Regions from separate parts of the Mus musculus genome. Here regions 1, 3, 4 and 5 are each linked to region 2. A link is a contact called in public Hi-C and HiChIP or PLAC-seq data. All regions are on one chromosome and are shown on one strand. The core of a region is the stretch at or near the end of the contact, and the rest is flanking DNA. Distances in the headings are between cores, read along the strand shown.

The links. Hi-C and Micro-C count contacts between places; a contact is called where the count stands out from the background. HiChIP or PLAC-seq counts read pairs in DNA pulled down with a chosen protein or histone mark.
Region 1: an H3K4me3 HiChIP or PLAC-seq map of pro-B cells shows a contact between it and region 2, with 5 times the contacts expected there. The contact joins the enhancer-like site here to the promoter of Bcor in region 2. A contact is called at or near these places in 2 of 15 datasets of contacts at CTCF or cohesin (large pre-B cells and pro-B cells), 6 of 484 Hi-C or Micro-C datasets (the HL-1 cell line, Th1 cells, cerebellum and 3 more), 11 of 115 datasets of contacts at active chromatin or transcription factors (DN3 thymocytes, embryonic forebrain, embryonic limb bud and 7 more) and 1 of 9 other capture datasets (embryonic stem cells).
Region 3: a contact with region 2 is called in a Hi-C map of cerebellum, with 2.8 times the contacts expected there. The contact joins the enhancer-like site here to the promoter of Bcor in region 2. A contact is called at or near these places in 9 of 484 Hi-C or Micro-C datasets (brown adipocytes, cerebellar granule neurons, cerebellum and 5 more), 14 of 115 datasets of contacts at active chromatin or transcription factors (acute myeloid leukemia, astrocytes, double positive thymocytes and 10 more) and 1 of 9 other capture datasets (pancreatic islet).
Region 4: a contact with region 2 is called in an H3K4me3 HiChIP or PLAC-seq map of pro-B cells, with 3 times the contacts expected there. The contact joins the enhancer-like site here to the promoter of Bcor in region 2. A contact is called at or near these places in 2 of 115 datasets of contacts at active chromatin or transcription factors (large pre-B cells and pro-B cells) and 1 of 9 other capture datasets (embryonic stem cells).
Region 5: an H3K4me3 HiChIP or PLAC-seq map of pro-B cells shows a contact between it and region 2, with 2.7 times the contacts expected there. The contact joins the enhancer-like site here to the promoter of Bcor in region 2. A contact is called at or near these places in 1 of 484 Hi-C or Micro-C datasets (cerebral cortex) and 5 of 115 datasets of contacts at active chromatin or transcription factors (acute myeloid leukemia, bone marrow-derived macrophages, embryonic forebrain and 2 more).

What each region holds. Positions count from the first base shown.
Region 1 is chrX:11,746,478-11,751,340 of GRCm38.p6, forward strand. No RefSeq gene overlaps it. Among named protein-coding and RNA genes, the nearest start is that of Gm26314, 100 kb to the right of the region's middle. Within about 2 kb of position 1,489, at least 46 of the 459 cell types and tissues checked have an H3K27ac peak or open chromatin away from gene starts, as enhancers often do. A contact at or near this core is called in muscle stem cells, pancreatic cancer cells and pro-B cells, where this site is marked.
Region 2 is chrX:12,076,863-12,081,915 of GRCm38.p6, forward strand. Bcor (BCL6 interacting corepressor) reads right to left here and starts at 3,691. Exons shown (of 15, transcript NM_029510.3): 1 at 2,956-3,691.
Region 3 is chrX:11,820,059-11,825,069 of GRCm38.p6, forward strand. No RefSeq gene overlaps it. Among named protein-coding and RNA genes, the nearest start is that of Gm26314, 28 kb to the right of the region's middle. Within about 2 kb of position 2,508, at least 24 of the 459 cell types and tissues checked have an H3K27ac peak or open chromatin away from gene starts, as enhancers often do. A contact at or near this core is called in cerebellar granule neurons, cerebellum and cerebral cortex, where this site is marked.
Region 4 is chrX:12,476,317-12,481,422 of GRCm38.p6, forward strand. No RefSeq gene overlaps it. Among named protein-coding and RNA genes, the nearest start is that of Atp6ap2, 110 kb to the right of the region's middle. Within about 2 kb of position 2,980, at least 14 of the 459 cell types and tissues checked have an H3K27ac peak or open chromatin away from gene starts, as enhancers often do.
Region 5 is chrX:11,772,980-11,778,032 of GRCm38.p6, forward strand. No RefSeq gene overlaps it. Among named protein-coding and RNA genes, the nearest start is that of Gm26314, 75 kb to the right of the region's middle. Within about 2 kb of position 3,767, at least 11 of the 459 cell types and tissues checked have an H3K27ac peak or open chromatin away from gene starts, as enhancers often do. A contact at or near this core is called in pro-B cells, where this site is marked.

The DNA of each region.
Region 1 (4,863 bases), core at 239-2,738, 330 kb before region 2:
ACCATGCCCACCACCTGGCAACACCATGCATTTGTGATGCCTTGGCTCCGGGTAGCCAGGCCTCTGTTTGGCCTCAGCTGCATTAAGTCTAGTTAGTTGATGGTCATCTTGTGAAACTAGGAAGGCAGGCAGGCAGCATTGCCTCTGTTTTATGGACAAAGCAGCTGAGGCCTCCAAAAGGTGACTGTCTAGGGCACTAATGTGTTCACATAGGGCCTCCCCATTTTCAGCCTTCAACCACTATTCCAACCTGTTAGCACATCAGAATGCCCCTACAGGAGCAGTCGCCACACCAGGTTACTCGGGTTCTGGTTCACTGGAGCCAACACTTAGATTTTTAACCTGGTAATGAGGCTATGGAGTTGGTGACCACAGGTTTCATACTGAGAGCTACTGGCCAAAAACTTCTGTCCCACATTACCCATTCCTGACTACTTCAGCAGCCCTGGATGAACAGATGTGGGTCTCCCCCCCCCCCCACACACACACCCAAAGAACCAGTCAATGACAGTATATCTGAAAGGATAGTGATGACAGCTTGCAACTGCAGGGTCAATCACGTGAATGTGAGGGTCTTGGGCAAGACAGAGCTAGCCCAGGTTTAAGGTTTGAGCACGTGGGGTTAATTCAAATTCCCTTCTGGGAAGTCGGGTGTCTGGGGAAGGAGGAAGGTGGAGTGATTGCTTATCCACAGACTCATCAAGGTCTTGACTGTGTTAAAACCCAATCATTACTTCCAGGTAGTAATGTGTTTTAGGCAATGTCTTCTGCTTCTGCTCAGTAATGCATGAGTCTCAGAGCCGTGGCCAGAGAAATGGCGAGCCGTCGTCTATTGAGCGAGTGATAATGGAATCCAGGAGGTGGAAATTACAAGTCGAAAAGTAAAATCGATGCCCTGGCTGTGAAATGACTGAAGGCCTGGTGAGGAGCTCTGTGGATGTGGGTCCCCTGCTTGCTCCAAAAGGGCCTCTAAGACACTTGGCAGTTCAGAAGTTTCTTGTGGGCAGGGAGCATATTTTAATCATGGGTAATCATATGATGTCAGGCTGGAACAGGCCTTAGAGAGCTTCCAGCCTTGGAATGGCAAATTGGTTTCATTTTGGTGCCAGCTCCAATCGGTTAGTGATGGCTGCTTGGAGCGCTGGACTGAGAAGGGTTCTGCATCTCTTGGCTCCCACCACCATCAACTAGCTGTGCTTACCACAGGCGGGGTGGCAGGGAGGCAGCACTCTGCTCTAATTAGCCAACCCTGATGTAGTTCCACCTGCCCTGCTGAACACGAGGCAAGGACTGGTTCACTGCACAGTGTCCCTGGTCATACCTCAGTGTCTTCCTGTCTCCTAACAGGGTGTTCCTGTTTTCTACTAAGCTAGGGGGTCCATAAAAGTAGTCAAGGGTCTGTGAACTTGATGGGGGTGGGGTGAGACAGAAAATGTGTCATCAGTATAACTAACCTCTAACTGAAAACAAGCACTTCCTTCCATTTCATGGCACAGTGTTTGGTTCCTCCTGTGACTGTCACCAGCAGAAACCACAGCTATCCTTGGATCCCTTGGGAGTTGGTATCTTTAAAGATTGCATCTGCACCTCACTAGTGTGAAACAATGGTAGTCATTAGATCTGCCACTAAATCCTGTTCTTTAATGTGTTAATGAAAAACCACATCTATTACTGCCCCACAAAGTTGCTTTTGAATATTTGGATAGCTACATTTCAATCTAATTGGTCTCCTCTGTAATCCTGTTTTGTGCATTGGAAATCCACCAGTCTGTGAAGGGATCCACAGGCCTCCTTGGGTGCTAAAGAGATGCACAACCAACCAACCGTTAGAAGCACAACTCTCCCTTCCCCAGGTGTGTCAGGCTCTGCCCAGCACAGGCTTCAGGTAGAGAAGAAGATAAGGGCGCCAAGGCTGGCCTTTGCTACTTTGGATTCATTGCTGGGATTTGGTGGCAGCTGGCAGCTGAGACAGTGAGAATTGGCTGCTCTCCACTCTGAAGAGGCAGCTGACCTCGGGGGCTCCCTGGGCTCAGATGCCCAGACGGTGACAGCTCTGGCCCCATTCCAGGCCTCCCTGGTTTGGCCTTCCACAGCAATGGTCAGTCTGGGTCACAAATATAACAGCAGTGCAATGTTTGACTTGGGCCTTTTTTCTCCTATAGCAGCCCAACCCTGGGCCTCTGTCCCCACCAGGACTATGGAAGGCTGCACATCCACAGGTTATCTTTGTTCCCAGCCCTGCAAGCTTACCGATACAGCCCAATGTTGGCTCTAGCTGCAGGGCTCGAGACAAAGACTACCTGTGGATGTTTTGGTTTCATTTCCAAAACTACATGGATTCTCCTGCCATCAGAGATGCAGATAGATGCAGCATTACAGGCTATTAGGCCTAGACACCATCTCCAAAACTCATCTCTTTTCCCATCTTTTACCCCCATTTTCACTTTGCAAACCAAGACACTGGCTGAAAGAGGGACCATGCCCTTCTCATGTGGCACAGACATAGGTCTAGAATCCACAGCTCCAAACCATCAGGCCAGTCCTTTCCCCAGTACTGTGCAGTCAAAGTCACCATCTTATGAAATGGAGGGATCACACTGTGGCTACCCATTTTCAGCAACCTTTGCACACACCACACTGATGCTCTGTGGCTTGTGGAGCTAGAAAGGCTGTGACAAAATTCACTTAAAGACTCTGAGAAATTCTGGAAAGGGGTTGGGGTAAAGAGTGGACCTCCTTTATTTCCTAGCAGCATCACCAACAGTGCCCAAGGGTGCTTTCCAGATGGAGCCTGCCCCACCCTGAGGCAACTTCCCTACTGCATTTGAAGTCTACAAGCCTGCCTGAGATACAAGGTCCTTCAGTTAGTCCTCATATGCAAAAGTGTATTTCTTGCTCACATCCCATTCCTAGCAGCAATTCTAAAAACAGCCTACCCCAAGATAATTCATTAATCTAAACTTCAGATTTCTTCTATCTCTTAGAAATGGCACTACCAACTTCAACAGGTGACTTGCAAGGTCAAAAGAGAATGGAAAGAAGAAATGGAGGGACCTGAAATGGGAGAAGTTATGATTCAACATCACTTCTATTCACTTTCCATAGGCTACAGCTATGTCACATGGCCCCAACCTAACTTCAAAGAATCCTGGGAAATGTACTCTTAGAAACTCAATAGGATAAGCAGATGGCTGGAATGAAAACAGAATGTCCCTGCTCCAGAATTCAGTGCTACACTATTATCCTAGTAAAAAGTCTTTGGGTTGAGCTGGGTGTGGTGGCACATACCTATAATTCCAGCACTAAAGAAGCAGAGGCAGGTGGATCTCTGTGAATTTGAGGCCATCTTGGTCTATATATTGAGTATCAGGTCAGCTAGGGAGACCCTGTCTTTTTTATGGGGGGGGGCATTTTGAGACAGGGTTTCTCTGTGTAGTCCTGGCTGTCCTGGAACTCACTCTGTAGACCAGGCTGGCCTCAAACTCAGAAATCCTCCTGCCTCTGCCTCCTAAGTGCTGGGATTAAAGGCATGTGCCCCACTGCCTGGTGGGAGACCCTGTCTTAAAAAACAAACAAACAAAAAAAAAGCAAAACAAAAAAACTTTTGGTTTCATATGAAAAACTAGTTTATGTGATATGGTAAACTTTTGGAAAGATATAATTAAAAGGTTTCTGGGCAGCTCCAAAAAGCTAACGGGAAGTCACCTAAGCAGGTTTGGGAAGATCGAGATGACTAATCTTCTTGGCTTGATTCATCCATTCAATAAATATTATTGAGCCCTACAGTAGCAGACCTCTTTCTATGTTGTGGTTGTGTTGCTATCCCCAAATCCCTCACAGAAACTAATGAAGAGAGAGCTAAGGCTTCTTCTCCTGGTCCCCACTTCCAGAGTCTAGTCCATGATGACAGAAACGCATAGCCAACTTTGTGGTATTGGAAGTACATGGCTTAGGCTCCTTACATCACTGTGGGAGACAAAGACAAGAGAGCTAGCCTGGAACCAGAGCCCTCCCTCCAAACAGGAGTCCCTGTGGCTCACCACAGTTCCTGAGCTGAGCATATCTGAAGAAAGGTTGCAGTGGGCATTTGTTACATGTCCTCTCGGTAACTGGCCGCTGTCAGAGGTTGCGACTCCAGCACTGGCCAGGCGTGCTTGTAAGCCCAGCACTTGAGAGGTAGAGGTGGTCAGATAGCAGATTAGGCCAGCGTACGCTTTATAAAGAGGCTTTATCTCAAGAGAACAATGAAACATTTATACTCAAGAAAAAAAATGACAAACTTTTCACTATGACCTACAAGACCTTTACAGCCTGGCCCTGCCTGCTAACCGGACCCCATATCAACCTTCTCTACAAATGGGGCCCTCTGATCCTACCACACCAGCTTTTTCATTGAACTCTCGAAATGTAGTCCAATCCCAAGACTTTTACACTAGCTTGTCTATCCACCCGACCACTCCTCCCTGCTCCCATCTGCTTCATCTTGTCTAGGTCTCTACTCGAAACCTTGTCCCAAGCAGGTTCAGAAATACTTATAATGCTAGCCACCTGGAAGGCTGAGGCAGGAAGAGCTTGAGTTTGAGGCTAATGTGGCCATCATAGTGAGACCCTAGATTAAAACAAAGGGGAGATGCGGTGAGATGGCTCAGAGGTTATGACCAGATGCTAAAACCAGGATTCCATCTCTAGCATCTACATGGTGGTTCACAACCATTGGTAACTCCTCTTCCAGGGGATCCAATGATCTGTTTTGGTATCCTCTGGTGCTACCTGCAGGTGGCTCAACAATATACATGCAGGTAAAACACTTATACATATGAAAATTTTAAAAATTGATTCGCAAGACCCTATTTCTAAGAAAAT
Region 2 (5,053 bases), core at 2,441-4,940:
GGAGTCGGCTGCCGACTCCACTGCCCCCCACCCCCCGTCCTTCAGCCGGGAGGGAGTCTGCATGCCTGTCTAGACCGATCTATCACCCGCACACCAACAACACCCGCGAGAGCGCGGAGACCCTGCTCAGGTCCCCCTGGCCCGCACGGTTCACAGCGGAAGGAGTCCAGCGAGCGTGACGGCGCCTGCGGGGTAGGAGGTGAGGGTCCAATAAGAATCTGGCCGACCCGAGCACCCTGCTAGTCTTCCCCAGACCCTACCCCTTGCGCTCGCATCAGCCCGGCTACCCGGGCACTGTCACAGCTCTGCGCGCTGGGCAGTCCTATTTTTATCTTGTCTAATCCCAAACTGGGCGGGGAGCACAGGCGTCGTGCTTAGAGAACAAGAGATAGGCGAGGGAGGCGGGGAGGAGCAGCCAGGCAGCAAAGCGAGCTAGAGCGAGTTAAAGACACAGTGGAGGCGGCCGCGAGCAGGAAGAAAGAGCGGGCTGTGGGGACCTCGCGGCGGCGCACGCAACACACGGCCCTGCGAAGTTGTTCTGGCCTGCCCGCTGTCCCTCACTGACCACCCCTCCCCACTTCCCAGCGGCACTCTCCGCAGCAGGGACCGCGGGGGCCCGGGCTGTGTGGGAGGCGGAGGCCAGGCCGGCCCTGCAAAGGGCTGGAAAGAATCGCTAATGAGCTGTGCGGCCCATTGATCCAGAGAACACTTCCTAATTAACTCTCAGTCACCTACTGGTGACAGCGCCTCAAAGGAGAGAGCTGGGGCCGATCGAGCCCCAGTCCAGACCTACCCGCCCAGCGCCTGGTGACCGAAACCCGCGTGATCCCCTAACCACCGCAGGCAATTCGCGTACGTGGTGGTGTACTCCGCACACTAAAGGCCAGCCTCAGATTAAACCTGGACGGCATATTAATCATCCCGGCTCCGCGTAGGTCTACACGACACAATTCAATCCCAAATAAACACCAGAGGCGACACTGCAACCCAGACCAGGTAACTAGTCGGGGATGGAGTGGGAAAGGTCGAGAAGAGAGTATTCCCCCCAAGAGTCCACATATAGGTGTCTCTGAGGTCGACAATTGAAATACCTTCCACACAAGCAATTCTGTTAGCAAAATCCAGTACCGTGTACAGGTCGGTCTCTCCCGGTGGTGGTGTCCGTTTCCAATGCCACAGAAGTGTCAGATGGCTAGAAATACCCAAGTCTGTCTGCTCACCACCCACCACCTTCTGGGGTGGGCTATTTCCTCATTTTTTTTCCTCCCGGTCCATTTTAAAGTATTTTTTTTCCGTCCAAGGAACTAACCTTAGAACCAAATAGCAGTACTCATCCCTAGCATTCTCTCAATAAGGGTGCGCAGGGAGGGGGTTACAGTTAAAACCCCGGTCTGTCTAGTCTAGACGCAACCAGGCAGGACGAATACCTATTTGAGGCGCGCTGGTTTCTTTTTAAGGTTTGTTTTTAAATAAACATAACCCTCCTCCAGTTCCTTCTTCGCTTTTCTATTCCCCCAACCCCCACCCTTTAGACGCCGGCGGCGCGCGTCTTCGCGCGCGGGTATTCAGAGTCTAGCTGGAGGTCGCAGACTTTCTGGAAAAGATTCATTAACAGCAAATTAAGCCTGGCTCGGCCTCGGCCTACAAGGGGACAGGTTCGGTCGTCTTCGGGACGTGGGTACGTGTTCCATTGAGCCGCCGGGCAGCCAGAAGTCCGCCGGGACTACACGTGCCACGAGCCGCCCTACTCCGTTCAGGGCGCTCGGAGGCTCTCTTCGAAAATAGCAGGCTCTCTTCGCCGCAGCCCGCAGCCCCCGAGTTTGTGGCGGCTCCGTAGCGCAGCCTCCCGCCTGCTTCAAGCGCTGGCCCTGTGCCGCCTCGCCCTCCCCGCCTCAGCCGAGGATCGCGCCCGGTGCGCGAGTTCCTCTTCGCCTGGAGCCTCCGCGTCGCCCTCCCTCCGAGTGGGACCAACTTCCCGGGGCCGCAGACTTTCACACGCCCATCGGGGCTTCCCACCAGGCTCCGTACAGCCAAGCGGAGAGCCGAGGGCTCTGCTCGCTCCCCCACGCCGTCCCTAAACAAGCAGTCTACAAGGGCTCCAGGAGGCTCCGAACTTAAAACCTGCCTTGGGACGCCTCCCGAAGGGAAGGGATGGAGGTGGGGGGGGTCGAATTAGAATCTTAAAAGAACATTTACAAAACAATGCATCTGACCTGACGGGTCGCCGGACTGGCCCATTCCGAATCTCCGGCTCTCCGCTGTTTCCTAGTAGGCCCCCCCCCCCGCCCCCGTTATTCCACGTGATTCACGCTTTGGGGCAAGCCAAGGAAAAACCCGGGACTCCCCTCCGGAGTTGAGCGACGACGGCAGGTCGAGCTCGGCTCGGTCCGAGGCGCCCGCCGCACACACTAGCGCACGCTCAAGCCGGCGTTCCACTCGGAGGCACCGCCGGGCCCCAGGAGAGGCCAGACGAAGCGGCGGCGGCTGGGGGTTTTTACAGTTCTTTTCCGAGTCGAAAAAGAAAGCAGACGGGAACCCGCCGCCCTCCCCTTCCTGCTAGCGAGGTAACGCCGAGACGAGGTTCCCAGCTTCCAGCCCAGCACCCCCCCCCCCGCCTGACTCCCGACGCTCGGCGACGACCGCGCTCCCGCGCAGACACACAGAGGCTGCAAACTTCCACTCGTTCAACTCCCGATCCTCCCAACCCCTCGGGAGGCGGCAGGTCCTCCGTCGAGTCCCTCCCTCCCTGGTGCCCATGCGGGGGCCGCTTAGGTTGGCTGCATTTTTAATAACTTGCAGCTCTGATGTAAAACCGAAAGCGAGCAAGGTAGCTAAGCCTCCCAACGGGGGTCTACCGAAGTCGGAGGAGAAACCCTCGGAGGGAGGAGGTCGGCTGCAGTCCCCGGCGCGCCAGCCCGCCCGCGGCCCCCGGGGAAAGGTGTTCCGGGCACTGACCTGAAATCCCCAGTCGGGAAGTAGGCAGGGAGCCCTGCGATCCGGCGCTTTGAAGTTTTCCCCGGAGCGGAGTCCAGGCGGCGAGGAAGATCCGGGGGCGGCTGGCTGGGTGAATGTGTGCGGGGTCGGGAGAGGGCGGCTACGTGAAGGAGCCCGGCCGGGAAAGCGCAGCGAGCAGCAAAGTTTGGCTTCCTCTGGTGCCCGCAGTCCACTCCCAGCGCCGCGCTCGCTCGCCGCCGACTGCAGCCGCTCTGCTGCCCTCGGGGTCGGCCCGGCGGAGGGGTGGGCTCTGGGCCGCGTGGGGGTGGGGCGGGGCGGGGCGGGCTGCGAGCTTCAGGGCAGGTGGCGACGGCCCCGCGCGATCCTCTCCTCCCGCAGCTGGCCCGAGCTCTGTCACCCTCAGCAGCTCCCGCGCCGCCGCTGCCGCCCGCGCTCGGGCAAGAGCCCCAGCGCCATGTTGACGGTTCGCCGAGAGCGCCCGCTCGGGCTGGGTGTGTGTGTGAGTGTGTGTGAGCGAGTGTGTTGGCCAAGTCGTCCCTCCGCGGCGACAGCGCGGCTCGGGCTCTCCGCCCGGCGGCTCGCGTGCTCCCCCTCCGCCACCGCCGCCCGCCTCGCTCCCGCTCTCGGTCGTGCTCTGGGTTCCGGCGCGTCTCCCCCTCGGCCGAAGAGCTCGGTCGCCGTTCGGCCCGGAGCGCAGCTCTGCCTCACCTTGCCGCTGGGAGCTCAGGCTCCGTCTGCTGCCGCACGCCGCGATCCCAACGCGTCCCCCCTCCCAGGTTCCCTCCTCTTCCTCCTCCCCCTCCCTCCGCCCGCCCTCCCTCCCTCCCTCCCAACAGCCGCCTCCCCTCCCCCCTCAGGCGCAGCGCTCGAGCGACAGCCGCCCGCCCGCCCGCCGCCGCCGCCGCCTCCAGCTCTCGCAAGTTTGAGATCCCCAGTCTCCGCTCACCCTCCGCTGCGGCGCCTCCGCGGTGGGGTTTCGGGAGGGGGTGATTCCCCAGGAAAGGTTCGCCCGACTTTCCCCGGCCCTCACGGATTCCCAGCCGGGTGCATTGGGGCCTCGCCACATCTGAACCCCAAACCACCTGGGTGGCGGGTCGTGTCCTCGTACCCCCCCCCCAACTCTACCGCCCTCTGTCCTCTCCGTCCCAGCTCCGGCCGAGTTAGCATTCACGCCCAGCCAGGGCTCACGTCCTAGGGTATTGGAGACCGACTCCGCAGCGGCGACGGCTAGGTCGGCCAACAAATCCCCAGCCCCAAGAATGGGGGGCGGCGGGGCGGCGGGGCGGCGGGGGAGGCTTTCCCTGCCGCGCGCCGAGACTCCCCTTGCTACCCAGAAGGCCAGTGGAGGACCGCAATTACCATAAAGCGCCTCGCACTCCTCTCAGCCAAAGCTGTCAAACCCCAGCGGCAGGCGCCACTGCCTCCTCTCGCCACCAGCGCTGCGCTCTCCCGGCCTAGCGTCCCCTCCGAGAGCCAGCCCAGCAGAGCCTGAGTGCGCGTGGGCGTCCACCCCCACCGCACCTCGCCCCTTCTTCCCAGAGGAGCTACTTCCCCTTAAGGCGCTAAGAGCTACGTGAAAACACCACCACCCGCAACAGTGGCAGTTCCGCGCCCTTGCTCCCCGGACATTTCAATTGTGTGGGAATTGTGTTGAGGTGGGGGGCTGCTCTTGGGGACACAAGGGGGTGGGAGGACCATAAAGGGACCTGGGATGAGCCTGAGTTTCTCCCAGTTCTTAAGCATTTCACAGTCCGGACCTCCGATGGCTGGAAGGTCTGCCCTCGTCTCTCACCTCGGCCTCGTGAGAGTATCTCCCGCGTTTTATTTTACTTGGCCGGGAACAACTTTTGGCTTCACCGTTCAGCCCATAAATTTTCACTCGGTAACGTCGTGCAGATCAAGGCTCGGCGGCAGTGTACAGCCTGCGCCCGCAGCAGTTCAATCCAATTGACACGTATCGAGCTTCTCCTACGCACCAGGAGCAGCTCTGGGCGCCAGGGGGGGATGGGGGGCGGGGAAGGGCAGGCAAGCGAAAGGGGGAAGCCGAGAAGCGAGGTTCAGGCCTCCCCGGAATGCAGAGCCTCAAGGACGAACACCG
Region 3 (5,011 bases), core at 1,258-3,757, 260 kb before region 2:
TTTTCACATAGAGATGAAACAAGAGCAAGGTACCATGCCCCCAGCCCCTACTGCACTCTGAACCTTGCCTGAGATAACCCAGAACACAAACATGTAGGTGTCGTGATTTCCCCTCCAAAATGGCTGTCCCTCTCAAACCACAAGGGAAGAAGGCATCTAGTATCTATACCAGGGTAATAAGGAAAGGAAGCCATTTTCCAATTGTTTGCTTGTGGGCGTGTGTGTGTGTGTGTGTGTGTGTGTGTGTGTGTGTGTGTTGCTGTTTGTTTGTTTTTGGTCAACTTGAGTTGGCCAACTAGAATTATCTGGGAATCAGAACCTACAATTGAGAAAATATCTCTATCAAATTGCTCGTGAGTAAGTTTCCAGGGCATTGTGCTGATTAATGATGGGGGGAGTCAGTCTAGTGTGGGTGATGCAAACCCTAGAGGTGGTCCTAGGTTCTATACAAAAGCAGGCTGAGCAAGCCATGGGAGGTAAGTTAGTAAGCAGCGCCCCTCCACGGCCTCTGCATCAGCTCCTGCCCTTAAGTTTCTGCTCTACTTGAGTTCCTGCCCTGACTTCCTAGTGGTGGAATTGGATCTGAGAAATGTAAGATGAAATAAATGGTTTCCTCCCCAAGTTGATTTTGGCGATGCCGTTCTAACACAGCAAGAGGAACATTAACTAAGACACCAACCCATGCCTGGGCAGCAAGTCTAATAGTCTGATTTCATCTAAAAGGCAGGTTCATAGGTGCGTGTACACCTTAAATCCAAGCATCTGGAGGGAAGCAGTGGCAGGTGGATCTCTCTGTGAGTTTGAAGCCACCCTGGTCTACATATGAAATTCCAAGCCTGCCAGGGCTGCATAGTGGAAACCCTTTCTAAAAAAGGGACTGGGGACAGGCTCACTGGTTCATGACGATGCATTTTCTTAGTCCTGATGCAAGAGTACCTCATGCCTCCCTGGACTCTTCTCTAAGTCCCTTGAAGTGTCCACCCACCATCGTCTAAGGATGCCCCAGTTACCCTGGAAACTCTATTTCCAGAACTGTGGCAGATGGCCAGGCAGGAGGAAATACTGGTATGCCCTTAAGGTGGGGATGGAGAGCTACCAGCCAAATAGGTGGTTTATGTGGCCATGGCAGCAGACTCTAGGATAGAGCATCCTTGGGAAGCCAACAGCTATGGTTATGCAAACCCTAGCCCATGAAGAGTACCCTAAAAGCACACACACTCCCACTTAACATCCCTTCAGGGTTTGGCAGATCTTACCATTAAACATGCTCTTGTGTTCCCAGCTGACCTGCAGCACACACCTGACTAACTGGATGACACAACCCAGCATGTTTTTACATGCTGACCCGATGAGTGTGTGCATGCCCCTACCTGGCTCTGTAGGTTTATTGCAACTTAATTGGTCTCCCCTCCCCCAGTCCCATTATTTATTTTTACATGCCAGCTACTTGATATTTCCCCTTCGTTCATGAAGTAGCTAGATGCCTCTGCCTTCTGACTATTTATTTTGGAAAGGAGACAAGTAATGACCCAGGCGACTGCTTATGTGTCACCTGACACATGGGGACACTTGGAAGCTCTCTCCTCTCGGTTCTTTGGGTTCTACAGAAGTGAGATCCCTGTAGTTCTTTGTAGGTTCCTTGCCTGCCTGGGTACTAAAATGTGGCCCTTAGTGAATTGGGGGGGGGTCATAGGGGCTTATAGGCACAGGGTTAGAAGAGAGAAAAAGACACTGAGAAATTTCTTCTACCTTTGACGATTGTCCCCATTGCTGCCTTTCTGCAGGTTTGGAAACCTGGACAGAGAGCTTCTCCTCCCAGGGCCAGTGGCCAGATCTGGGCTGAGGGGGAGGTGAGAACCAGGCTGCAGGGAGTGGGGGCAGAGCCGCCAACGCGGCTGCCTTGGCCCCCTGTGTATAAAACTCCCTTTGTATGCAGGTCGCCGGCTGCTCCCCATGCCAGGTGCAGCTGCCAGGATTCTCAATGCGGTTTGAACACAATTTGCCAGTGTTGGTTCAGCCCCGCTGGCTTCCAGTTGGGGGGCCATATGCTGCCTTTAATCTGCCTGTGCGATTCTCACCCATGTCAATAGGCACAGGAGGGTGGGTGGCTCAAATGGCCCAAGAGCTGAGGCTGGCTGGTGCCCTAGCTGCTGCCAGCCAATCGGACTCTCCACACCATCAGCGGGTCCTCCAGGAGACTGTGGCATGGGATGGGGGTGGGAGACAGGCAAAGAGGGCCTGATGGCTGGCAGAAGCCTTGTGTTTGGCCATGGCTGAGAGCCTCTGGGTTGGGCTATCCCCAGGACCATCACTGGCCCTTCCCCTCAGCAGAAATCCCTGCCAAGGAAGTCGGCCAGGGTGGTGCCAGCACGGAGTCCAGACTTCACATTTCCCTCATTCTTTCTTTAATTGGATTTTTGGTCCTGCTGGGCAAAATAAGCTCTCCACCGGCAAAGCACTCTAGCATCCTCTGAACGCATGGTGGTGCCCAGCGGCTCCAGGCAGAATGTCGCCTTCCTCCTGGGCCAAAGCAGTCATTCCTTCTCCCCAGGGACACAAGAAACTTGCACACATATACACATCCCACCATGCTCAACCCACACACCTTCTGCCACTTCCAGGAAACTCAACTTCCCTTGGAGAACTTTATTTTGAGACCTTCTTGGAAAACAGCTAGTCTCAGTTACCTCCCTCCCTCCATCCCAGGTGAGGGTGGGAATATGCAGCCTGGACCGGCCACACTCTGGCTTATGGTCTGGGCTGAGACTGCTCAGTCACCAGACACTGGCCAGGGTTGGGCATGCTCTTGGCCTGAAAGTCAGAGCCTCCTATTGGTCACTGAGCTAAGATTAAAATACCAGGAAGTGTTTGCCACCCTTCCTAGACAAGGCCAGCAAGCAATGTGTCTGTGGAGGGACATGGTGGGGGGAAGGACTGGAGTCTAATTGAGGATGTCATCCAGAGAAGTGGCAGTTTGCTGGCGACACTCAACTTGAGCTGCTTGGGTGCTGTCAAATTTTGAGTTGAGCACTAGGGAAGAAGAGGAGGGTGTGAGGGCAGAATAGGAGAAGGAGAAGAAAGGGGGGAGGAAAGTGAGGAGGATGGGAACGAGGGAGCAGAAGGAAGGGGACTGGAGGGGTAGGGGAAAGGAGGTACTGAAAAGGAGATCAGAGGAAAGCTAGAGAATGGGAAAAGGGGAAGAGAGAAGGAAAAAAGGAAAGGGATGGGAGGGATAGAAAGAAGCAAAGGATGAGGAGAAAAGGGCAAAGTAGGGGAAGAAGACAAAGTGGAGGGGGGCCAGTCTCACCCTTTCCAGAAACATTCCCATACAAGCTGTCTGTCCTATGGACAGGCCAAACGGTGGGCTTCCCAGCCTCAGGTTAGTGTGAAGTAGACTTAAAGGTGTCATTGGCCAAGGCAGCATGGAAAGCCTCTCTTCCTCTGCACTCTTGGGGGACCCCACTCTCACCATCAGCTGCCTTCTTCCAACCCAGTAGACCCGCACTGTTAGAGTCCTCCAGGCCCACCAGGGCAGCCGAAGTCTCTGCTGTTAAGGTCTCCATTGAAATACAGCAGCCCAACGTCACCAGCAGGCCTGAAAGTTGCTGATAGCCAAACACACCACAATACTTCAGAGTCCCTGTTAACAACACCCATTAAATTTTGACAACCTGGTAGTACCACTGAAAATCCTCAGTTTGGGGGCCGTTTGGGGGGGGGAGGCTTGAACACTTCCTGCTGCTTCATCAAAACAAGACTAGTTTAGGTGTCCCTTCCATTTTAAGTCTGAGAGAACCAGGGGGCTGCCTGGTTAATGGAAAGCTAGGTGTTTATTTGCCAGGCCACATCTGAACCAGGCTTCTTAATGAACCTATCGTTGTGAGCTCACTGTCAGTCAGCCTGCCTTTTTTTTTTAATCAAAAGATAAAACAGTCGGTTATCAAGGATTAATGACTCTTACAGCACCCATTCGAGGCTCATATTTGTGTTTAAAAAAAAAATGGAAGGAAGAAAAATAACCAGACTCTGTTTCTGTAAGCAATTTAAATCTGCCCTGGTAAGTTGAATTCATTCATTCATTAATTCAGTCATATGTCTGGGAGAAGCCAGCAGGAGTCCCTTCCATCATAAGAACTTCTGACTGTGAAATAAACCCCGAGTAACCAGATTAACTATGAAGGATGTCTCCGTCAGGTTTTAGGCATTAGTTCAAGTGTAGTTTCTGTATATTCTGGGTTCTTGTAGCAAGGTTGCTGATTCGGGATCCCAGGCAAAACTGTGGCAAGCGAAGGTGTGTCTGAGTCCCACCCCAACCCCCTCCAGTGTCAAAATAGAGCTCTCGTAGGCAATGACATTATTGTGTGCTGTTGATTTAACTGAGAATATCAATATTTTAAATAGATTCCCATATGGTTCATATAGTTTTGCATAGCACTGCATGTGTAAATAGCTCACCACCTCTGAACACACAGAGGCGTATGCACACACCGGAGCATGCACACACATAAGCCCTCTTATCACACATACATGTAGAGAGTATGACTACCAAAATATTCACTTGTAGACAATTTTAGGACTTGGTTGATGGCAGATCGTATGACACTGAGGCCTTTTACTAAACAGCCCTATATAGAGTCTGGCCATTAACATACAAGTGGCTTACCCGAATTGGACCCTCCTGCTTTCTAAGTCGGCTGTGTCTCTTTTTAGTCCCTCTCTTCTTCCCGAGTGTCTATATGCTCTGAGGAATGAGAGCTAGTACTATCACATGAGAGCACTTGAAATCACAACCAGAGATGTCAAGGTGCTCCTTCCCTCTGCAGCAACAATGGCACACACTCAGGTGACAATGCTGGCCATCTTGGAAATGAAATTATGTTTTCAATGCTGCAACCCATCAGCGGACAGCTTCAAAGGAAGGCAAATACTGATTCTGGAGTGGGGGGAGGCTGGAGCAGAGGGGAGGACAGGAAGGGGACAGGAATCAGCAACCAATCCAGAACACCCCCAC
Region 4 (5,106 bases), core at 1,730-4,229, 400 kb after region 2:
GCTAGTGACAAGACAAGCCGTTAGTGCTCTACTGCGTGTCTCTCTCCCTCCTTCTTATTCATTACTCCACCCCACCCCAGCTTAATTGATAGGCCAATTATTGAGTATGTGGCCAGGCTGGGGGCCAGGAAGCTGCGTATAGCTTGCAGATCTTGCCTTTTCTACCTGGATTAGTCTGCCGGCAGCCATCAGATACAGGCGTCTTCCAGTGACAAGGGAGTGATGGATTTCCCCCATTACTTACTCTCAATGCTTTTGTTAGTTTGCATTTTATGCAGTCTTATGTAATGGAAAAGAATTCTGCAAGGCAGGCACACTGGGCAAGGCCACTGCACAGAAACTGCATTCCTTACACACCTGCAGCCACCCTGCTGGAGCCCATCTGTGTTCTGCTGGTGACATTCACGGCCCTTCCAGATGATAAGAGAGCACAGGCAAGGGGGATGCTGGCCTCCATGGAGGCCTCTCTGCCTGGGTGTTTGGACCACTGGCTTTTAAAGAAGAAGAATAGCAAGGTCTTTAAGGGAAAAAAAGCAAGAGAAGGGATGAAGGAAATGAATGCAATCCAAAGATGTCTGAACGCATAGGAAAGGTTGCTCAGCAACTGAGCATCCAGCTAGTGCATTGTGGGTAGCACTGCCCCTCCTGAGGTGCAGTAAGGTGCAAATGAGGACACTAAGTTCTAATCAATTTGTGGAGTAAGTGGAACTGTACAGGCCACTGATGGATGTATGGCTGATGCAGTAACAACGGAGCCAGAGCAGAGGCTAGCTCTGTGACCTGCTCAAGGAATCCCACTCTTAGATAAAAATACCCATAGTGAGCACATGTGTGTTCCTCCCCAAACAGGAGAAGTGTTCTCCTTTATGGCACTACTCACAGCAAAGCATATTAGTCCACAGCTGTAAACCCAGCACTCAGGAGGGTTACTACAAGTTAAAGGCCAGCCAAGGGTATAGAGTGAGACTTGGTCTCAAAAACAAGCACAGTCCTATGCACATTAATCCAACTTTGATATGAGCATCCCACAATCATAAGAATAGAATAGGTAAATGAGTTGTGCTGTCGTTATGCTACACACAGACACACACACAAAAAAGACAGACTGACTTGAGATGACTAAGTGGGTAAGGTGTTTTCCACTAAGCATGATGATATGAGTTCTAATCCCACCACCCATGGAAGGAAGGCACACAGCAGTGCAAGCCTAGGCCTGAGGAGGAGGAGGATACCTCAGACTCACTACCCAGCAAATCTAGCCCAATTGATGAGGCCCAGATTCCATGAGAGACCTTGTTCCCAAATAAGGTGGAGAATAATTGAAGAAGACACCCAATGTCAACCTCTGGCCTCTACAAGCACATGCATAAGGACGTGAACACACACATATATACACACATACACAGAAAGGGCAGACTGCCTTTAAATACAATAGTATGGAACTTCCACATATGTTAATATGGAGGAAAAAATACAAGCACAGAAGTACCTGAGATGCTATCTCACTTATACGAAGCTTAAGGCTCAAATAATCCGTGGTGGCAGAAACTGGGAAAAAATGATGGCTTACTGACTGATTTTTTCACCACCTACTGTCTGGGCCTCCTAGTCTTGAAGGTGCAACAGAGCAGGTTCCTTTTGAGGAAGAAGACTCGTTTCCCCACCTTCTACCAGCTTCTCCTCATTTTTCTGACCATCTCTAGCATCCACAGGCTTGTAGATACATCTCCTTTCTCTCATCTTCATGCTCTATCTCTCACACAAGTCTGTCTATGTAGACAAATACAAGAATGTTGTAAATATTTAACATTAATGGGGGGGGGGGTTCTACCCCGCCTTTGATCATTCAGTTCCCAGATAAAAGACAAAAACTTTTAAAAAATGATTATTAGATATTTTCTTTATATACATTTCAAATGCTATCCTGAAAGTTCCCTATACCCTCCCCCTGCCTTGCTCCCGTACCCACCCACTCCCACTTCTTGGCCCTGGCAATTTCCCTGTGCATATAAAGTTTGCAATACCAAGGGGCCTCTCTTCCCAATGATGACTAGGCCATCTTCTGCTACATATGCAGCTAGAGACACGAGCTCTGGGGAATACTGGTTAGTTTATATTGTTGTTCCTCCTATAGGATTGCAGATCCCTTCAGCTCCTTGGATACTTTCTCTAGCTTCTCCATTGGGGGCCCTGTGATCCATCCAATAGCTGACTGTGAGCATCCACTTCTGTATTTGCCAGGCACTGGCATAGCCTCATATGAGACAGCTATACCAGGGTCCCTTTAGCAAAATCTTGCTGGCATATGCAATAGTGTCTGGGGCAAAAACTTTTATATTTATAATAATCCTTAATCAGCACCAGAGCTGAGCAGATATCTACTCTCTATGATATTATGTCTACTTCCCTGCCAATAACCCCATGATATGACTTGCCATGTTGTGGTGGTTTGAATATGCTTGGCCCAAGGAATGGCACTATTACGGCACATATTCTTCCTGGGCTGCCCTCATAGCCAGTTCTCATGATCCCTTACCCCATTGCATCTTCTCCTCTCTCCGCCTTCTCCCTCTTCACCTTTGTGGTCCTGCCTCAAACCCCAAGCCTGGGAACTGGAATTCTACCTACCTCTCTTCTGCCCAGCTATAGGCTGTAGATATCTTTATTCAACCAATAGTTTTAAATTTAGAAACAAGGTTACATAGCATTACTTGGTGTACATAAAAATTCCCTCATCCCTGAGGCAACTAAATCTTATAGGCCAGTATTTAGCATTACAATACACAGCAAAAGAGCAAACCTCAACACAAGGACCCCGGCTATATTGGCCCCTAGTAGTCGTATGTTAGCTTGATGATTTCCATAAAGATCCTATCTTCAGATAAAGTCACTTTTCTATATACTAAGAGTTTAGAGTTGGACACAGATTTGGGGGCAGAGGGGACAAGGAAAAGCACTCTACCTTTTACACTCTGCTCACCCACTGTATCTGAACACACCTGCTGGAGTGAGCAGTCGCTTGTCAAGAAGACTGCCTGTTTCTATGCAGGAAGTGGAGTTGCAGGTGGCCGGGAGAAGATTAAAGCCCATCTGCCCCGACCCTCCACTTCCAAGAATGAGAAAGGAGAAGCTACAGAAGCGCAGGTGCAGGAGCCATTCTGAGGCCACCCAGGGCCCCCAGCTTTTGCGGTGCCAATTTCATAGCACATGGCAAAAGGCAGAGGCTGTAAGCTGGGGCCTTCATGACCGTAGGCAGAATAGACTTAAGATGATAAACAAGCTTCTTTTCAATTACTTCCATCATACGGGAATTTGCATTTTGTTTTCTTGGTTTTGGCATGGTCTCCCTATATAGCTTTGACTGGTCAGGTATTCACTATGTAGACCAGGCTAGCCTTTCAGTAATTCTCTTGACTCAGTCATCCAATTGCTGGCATTACAGGTGTGCACATGCTGGACTAAAGATACAGTATTTTTTTTCCAGTGCAAAGAAGGCAGAAGGGGTCACAGTGAAACACACATTTCCTCCACACTATGCCAAAGTCCTGTTAGCCTATGTCCCTCAGATTTTCCCAAACATATTGATCATATCTACATACTGTTTTGCTTTGTGGTGCTGAAAATACAACCAGGGTTGGGCCACACATACGTGCTGTGTGTGTGTGTGTGAGAGAGAGAGAGAGAGAGAGAGAGAGAGAGCTCATGGGAACTCCATTTGTGCTAGGCATCCATCTTGGTACCAAATAACCATTTATCTGTGATTTGGGTCCCTGAGAGATTAAGTTCCCAGCAACCCTGAGCCCACCCACCCCTGAAATGTGCATCTGTCGTCATCTGCTCTGTGATGATGACTAACTGCTGTTTGGTTGGTTGGGTTGGGTTGGTTTCCTTTTTAGTTTGTGTAGCTTGCTAAGGCAGATATTCAAGGACTTCTTGTGAGTTTGGCCTTTAAAATTCCTTTCTTCACCCACCTCTTGGTGGAACATATCTGATAGAGCTGTAGCCCTGCTAGCAGTTCTAACAAATTTGGCTAATTACAGTCTGAATTGAGTCTGGGGGGGGGGGTCTTTCCTTCGTGGTCTGAAATTCCACAACATATGTATCTGTATGTGGAAGCTAGAGGTCAGTACTGGATGTCTTCTTCTGGTCCTGTCGGCCTTATAGTCTGCTATTCCTTTTAGTATTATTGTGGGTATCAGTGCTCATGAGAGGGGTGGGAGGTACATGTGTGCCACAGCATGAGTGTGGATGTCAAAGGACAAGTTTGTGGCGTCTGTTCTCTCCTTCCAGAGAGCAAACTCAGGTCACCAGGCCTGTGTTGAATACTTTGACTATTCTTGGCTGTCAGCCTGACTACATCTAGAATTAACTAAAACCCAAGTGGCTGGGCACACCTGTGAGGGATTTTTTTTTCCTTAATTAAATCATTTGAAGTGGGTAGACCTACTTTTTAATTTTCCCTTTTATTAAAAATAGATTTTTTTTCCTCACACAATATATCCTGATTGCAGTTCTCCTCCGAGTTTCTCCCCACACGTCCCCCTCCCATCCAGATCCACCCCCTTTCTCTCTCATTAGAAAAGTAACAGGCAGGCTGGAGAGATGACTCAGCGGTTAAGAGCACTGACTGCTCTTCTAAAGGTCCTGAGTTCAAATCCCATCAACCACATGGTGGCTCACAACCATCTGTAATGAGATCTGACGTCCTCTTCTGGAGTGTCTGAAGACAGCTACATTGTACTTACATATAATAAATAAATCTTTGGGCTGGAGTGAGCAGGACTGGAATGAGCAGAGGTTCTGAGCTCAATTCCCAGCAACCATATGATGGCTCATAACCATCTGTACAGCTACAGTGTACTCATATACATAAAATAAATTAATAGATCTTTTAAAAAAAAGAAAAAAACTAACAGGATTCTAAGGAATAATAATAAAAAGATATAATAAGTGGATGCTCACAGTCAGCTATTGGATGGATCACAGGGCCCCTAATGGAGGAGCTAGAGAAAGTATCCAAGGAGCTAAAGAGATCTGCAACCCTGTAGGTACAACAACATTATGAACTAACCAGTACCCCGGAGCTCTTGACTCTAGCTGCATATG
Region 5 (5,053 bases), core at 2,517-5,016, 300 kb before region 2:
TCTAGCCCAGTGATTCTCAAACAGAGGGGCTAAGGGAGGAGAGATCCATTTTGCTTATGTGAGAGAATCATTGAAAATTATGGTGTCTTCCGCAGAAATGGCAAGTCAATTTTTGTAGGCTTAATTTTTCAAAACCTACTTCAGTAAGGGTTCTTTAATGTTTCAACCTTCCATCTAGCCTACCATCTGCCATAGGTGGTGGAAAAGAAAGGTTAACATAAAACGGGGATTGTGGACCTGTTTAGAAATAGTTCTTTGACACTATTCCAACCAATCCTTACTGTCACTAGCAAACACCAACACAAATCAGCAGTGGCAGTACAATCCAAAAGAATCCTCAGGCTTCACACTTAGCCTTGAGTCTGTGGGAGCCACCAGAATATCATGAGAAGTTTGTTGGTTTCAATTTTTCAAGCCCTTCTCTTAATAAGGGTTCTTAAAAGCTTTAACATCCTATCTAGCCCATACCACCCACCAATAGTAGTAAAAAAGAAAGGTTGTCAGGATTTGGAGGGAGTGGACCTATTTAGAAATAGTTCTTTGGAGCAAATTCAGTCTGAGTTGTGAGGATAGCAGCAGCTCAGTTCAGTAGTGTTAGGATAGCAAACAGGAATCAGTGGTGGCACAGCCCAGCAGAAACAGCAAGGCCTCCATCAAATCAGCACAAGTGACCAGGACCAGCAGGAACACCATGAGAAGTTCTCTGCTGTGCGTCTCTCAACAAAGTGAAGATGAAGATGCGAGACCAGTGAAGAACTAGACTAGCTATGTGAGCTCACCATCACTGTCTGTTGAGTCCTACTTATACTCCCTCCAAACATCATCTGTCTTCCCACGGGTCTTGCCTCAGCAAAACACCACCTAAGTCTGTCTTAGCAAAGCTCCATGTGAGTCTGTCTTAACTGACACCACTCTGCTAATGTACCCAAGTCTGCAGAAGTGGCAAGAAGCTACCAGGACACCACCAGAAGTGTTTTGATGCATTCCTTTCTATAAAGGCATGACAAATGGTGACCATTAAGGAATAGAAAGGCATACCAATACTATCCAGCACTGTCCATCATCTGTTAGGTCCTTCTTAATTAACATCTTGTGTCTTTTCACGTGTTTGCTTCAGCAAAATATCCTTTCACCTATGTGCCCCAGCAAAACATCATTTGACATAACTGTCTTTCCAGAGAAACCAGCAGCTTTCACTTCAGAAGTTCTTTGGTGAGTTATTCTTATGGAGTCAGGACAAGCATAGATCAGCAACACGGTGCAATGTAAACCGATGCCAGAGCATTGTCAGCAGACTAGCAAGGCAGAGCAAGGTTACCCAATGCCAGAGCTTCCTCCCACTGCCTATGGGGTCATATTTATACTCCTAACCAGCATGCATCCTCTTATGTGTCTGCTTCAGCAAAACATCCTCTCATCTGTATCTGCTTCAGCAAATCATTCCCCTGTCTGCTTCAGCAAGACATCATATGACATAGCTGAGTTTCCAAAGAAACCAGAAATGTCCACTTCAGTTTTTGTTTGTTTGTTTGAAACGGGATTTTACTATGTCGCTCTGGCAGGTCTGGAACTCTCTGTATAGACCATGTTAGCCTTGAGCTCCCCCTGCCTCTACCTCCCAAGTGCTGGAATTAAAGGTGGGCACCACAATGCTTGGCAACAGCAAGTACTCTTATGTGATGAGCCATCTCTCTAGCCCAGGAGATTTGTTTGTTTGCTTGCTTTGGTACTGGGAAACCTGGAGGCTCCCACGCGCTGAGCATGCATTCTATCCTCAAGCCCCATCTCTTCCTACCATCACTGGAAACCCGAACCTAGCATTAACATCAACTATTAATTGTCACGGCACTCTGGTGGAGTCAGCATACATTTGTGATCAAATCCTCTCTCTGAGATACATACTAAAACATGATGGGACGCCTCAGGGCCTGCTGCGGAATAACAAAGGAAGCCAAGCATATTCACCCAAGGGCATGCCCTAGAATGGTTACAAAGCTGGTTACCCAAATGTTAACTGAATGGAGATGAGATATGCTGTGCCATGTCCATACAACAGAATACTACTCAGCAATGAAAAGGAATGAACTGCCGATCCATGCAGAGAGATCATAGCATATCACCTCAGAAAAGGTTTTTTTTTTTTTGGTTTGGTTTTCTTGTTTTGTTGTTTTTCAAGACAGGATTTCTCTGTGTAGCCTTAGGTGGCCTCCAACTTGGAGATCCGCCTGCCTTTGCCTCCCAAGCTCTGGGATCAAGTGCACGTGCCACCATGGCCAGGCCCAAGCAGAACTTTGGATAACATTAGAAGTCAGCACAACCCATGCCCTATGGGAAGAAGGAATAAAATGCTTATTACTAAAAAATTAAAAATCATAACTCAGACTGGAGAGATGGCTCAGTCAGTAAAGCAATTGCCTCATAAGCATGAATGAGGGCCTGAGTTGAGATCTCCAGCATCCACGTAAATGCCGGATTGAGCAGCAGAAATCTAGAACCCCAGGACTCTCGGGATGCAAATAAAGGGACCCCTAGAGTCCAATGAGCAGCCAGTTTAGCTGAATGGATAAGCTCCTGAGAGATGCCATCTAAAAATTAATAATAATATGGTGGACAGTGAGTAAGGATGACAGTAGATATTAGCCTGTGACTTGTACATGCACACACATACCCCCCCATACATAGATCATAATTGCACAGGAGGGCCACATCAACAGTACAAGACATGGATTCATAGTTGTTGGACCAGGGTAGGGGCTAATTACAGCGTCGGGTGTTTGCTTGCTTCAGGCAGACTCTCACTCTCATTCTTGGTGGCAGAAGCTGTGCTCACAGATATATTTAGGTTAGCCAAAGCTAACCTCGAACTCATGGCAACCTTCCTGCCTTCCCCCTCCTGAGTGCTGTGATTACAAGTGTGTGATATCATGTTTAGATTAATTATAGTGTTTAATATTCCCGATATTTAATCCATGTTTAATATTTGTAATTTTCCATATAAGGTACATCTTTAAGTGATTTGATTTATTAAAATCCATGTTTTCCTCCATGGTGGGGTGGAGGTTGAGATTGGTTTGGTTTGGAAGATGGAGGGCAGGGTGATTCAAATACAATTCCCTGTAGCTCTTTGTATTTTAGTTCTCTCACCTTCCTCTCTATTGCCCTCTGTAGCCTCAGGACGCAGGCCTATATATTCAGGGACAATTGTTTTCACAAGAAAGCTATCCAGAGCTTCCATTAGCCACTATGCACTTCTATTGATTTATATCTGCCCAGATATATTTAGGGTTTACAAAGATGCACACAGAAGCACAGCATAAAATAAATTGCGAATTAGTAAGAACAGATGAGGCAAAAGAAAAAAATAAGAAAGTAAGATGAAGCCAGAGGGGTGGGGCGGTGATTACCCAAGATGTGTACCACAAAACCCTCTCTACTGGAGGCAGAATGTAAATTTGAGTGAGTCATCCCCCTCCCCCCTGTACCCTAGGTGCTAAAGGAAGGCCAGCCACACTGTGATTTCCAGAATGAGTTATATAAAACCAAAGTGGGCAGTCACGAGAAATATCAATCCACAAAATGGGAAGAACCACCCATATGAAGGAAAAGATACCGTCCATGCTTCTGAACTCAAGCTCCAAGCCATCTCAGGCTCTTAGGGGAGGCAGGGGACAAAGACTTACCATTCGATGGCACTAGAGGTGGAGCTTAAACCCTCCCTTGAGACCAAGGAGCTTGAGAATACAGGAACTAGGAGTCCCCGCCCCTACTCAAACAGCTGCCAGGGAAATTCCCAGGGGCTAGGAACTTTAAGAGTACAGAGTGATGGAGGTGCCATCCTGGTTCTGGGCCATCAGGCAGGGCTGCAATCATTTCTAGTAGAAGAATGTTTTTCTAATTTAAGGCAATGATGACTAAACACCCACCGAAATCGTCTTTTAGAAGTCATTAGTCTTTGATAGCCAGACCTCCTAATGAATCCTCCAGGCTCAGCTAGCGCAAAATATGCTGCAAGGTGACCCAGGTGATTAGTGGCTGGGATTGAAAGCCAAGCTGCAGGTAGTCTGGGAATCCTTACCACAAACAGTGGTTTTTGGATCCAGCACAATTTAACTGTACTTCTTGCTGTCAATAATGAGGTGGAGGCTGTCTGTGGAAGTCATTCCTGGGTGTCATGGCTGATAATAAAAAGAGCCAGCATATATGAAGCCTTTTCTCCATGCTAGGAGTTGTATTTTCTTGGGGGACTCTTATAACGGCACCCTAGTTGTAGCAGAATCCACCATTCCTGTCTTTCAGATGCCTTTACCCGCCAGTGAGATGTAAATCCCTAAAATAAAACACTATCTTCACATGAACACTCCGACCCCTGCCGTACTTGAAGGAAGGTTTGGGTTAGTTAATTATTTTCACTCCTCCTTCAGAGGAAGAGATGGAAATTCAAACAGGTGAATTAACTTGCCTTGGGCCTCAAAGCAAGTGAGGCTCCAAGGTACAAGTCACGGAGGCCTTGTGACCCCAATGGTCCACCCTAGCAGCCAGCCCCAGCTGGATGACTAACAAGTGGCCAGAGGAAGAGGTCTGCTTTGTCTCTTTTTTGGTTTTCTGGTTTTTGTTTTGGTTTCTTTTTTTGTTTTTTGTTTTTTGTTTTGTTTTGTTTTTTTTCTTCATCCTTGGTTGTCCTGGAACTTGCTTTGTAGAGCAGGCTGACCTCAAACTCACAGAGATCTGCCTGCCTCTGCTTCTTGGGTGCTGGGAATTAAAGGCGTGTGCATCACTGTCCAGCATAATGTTTTCTTTTTTCATGTTCAAATCAAATGATAGATTTATTATTTTTTCAATAACCCTGAAAACAGTTAGCATTAGCCCCGTTTTACAGGTGAGAAAACTTCTTACAGACTAATTTCTATACTATAAAAGGAGTGCAGAGTTAGAATTTAAGACCAGGACCAAAAATTTTTTTGCTAGGTAGTGCTGGACAGGGCAGAGGTAGATAGGGATACAAGTTCAGAGATCAATAACACCACAGAGCCAAGACCTATGGCACAAGCCCTAA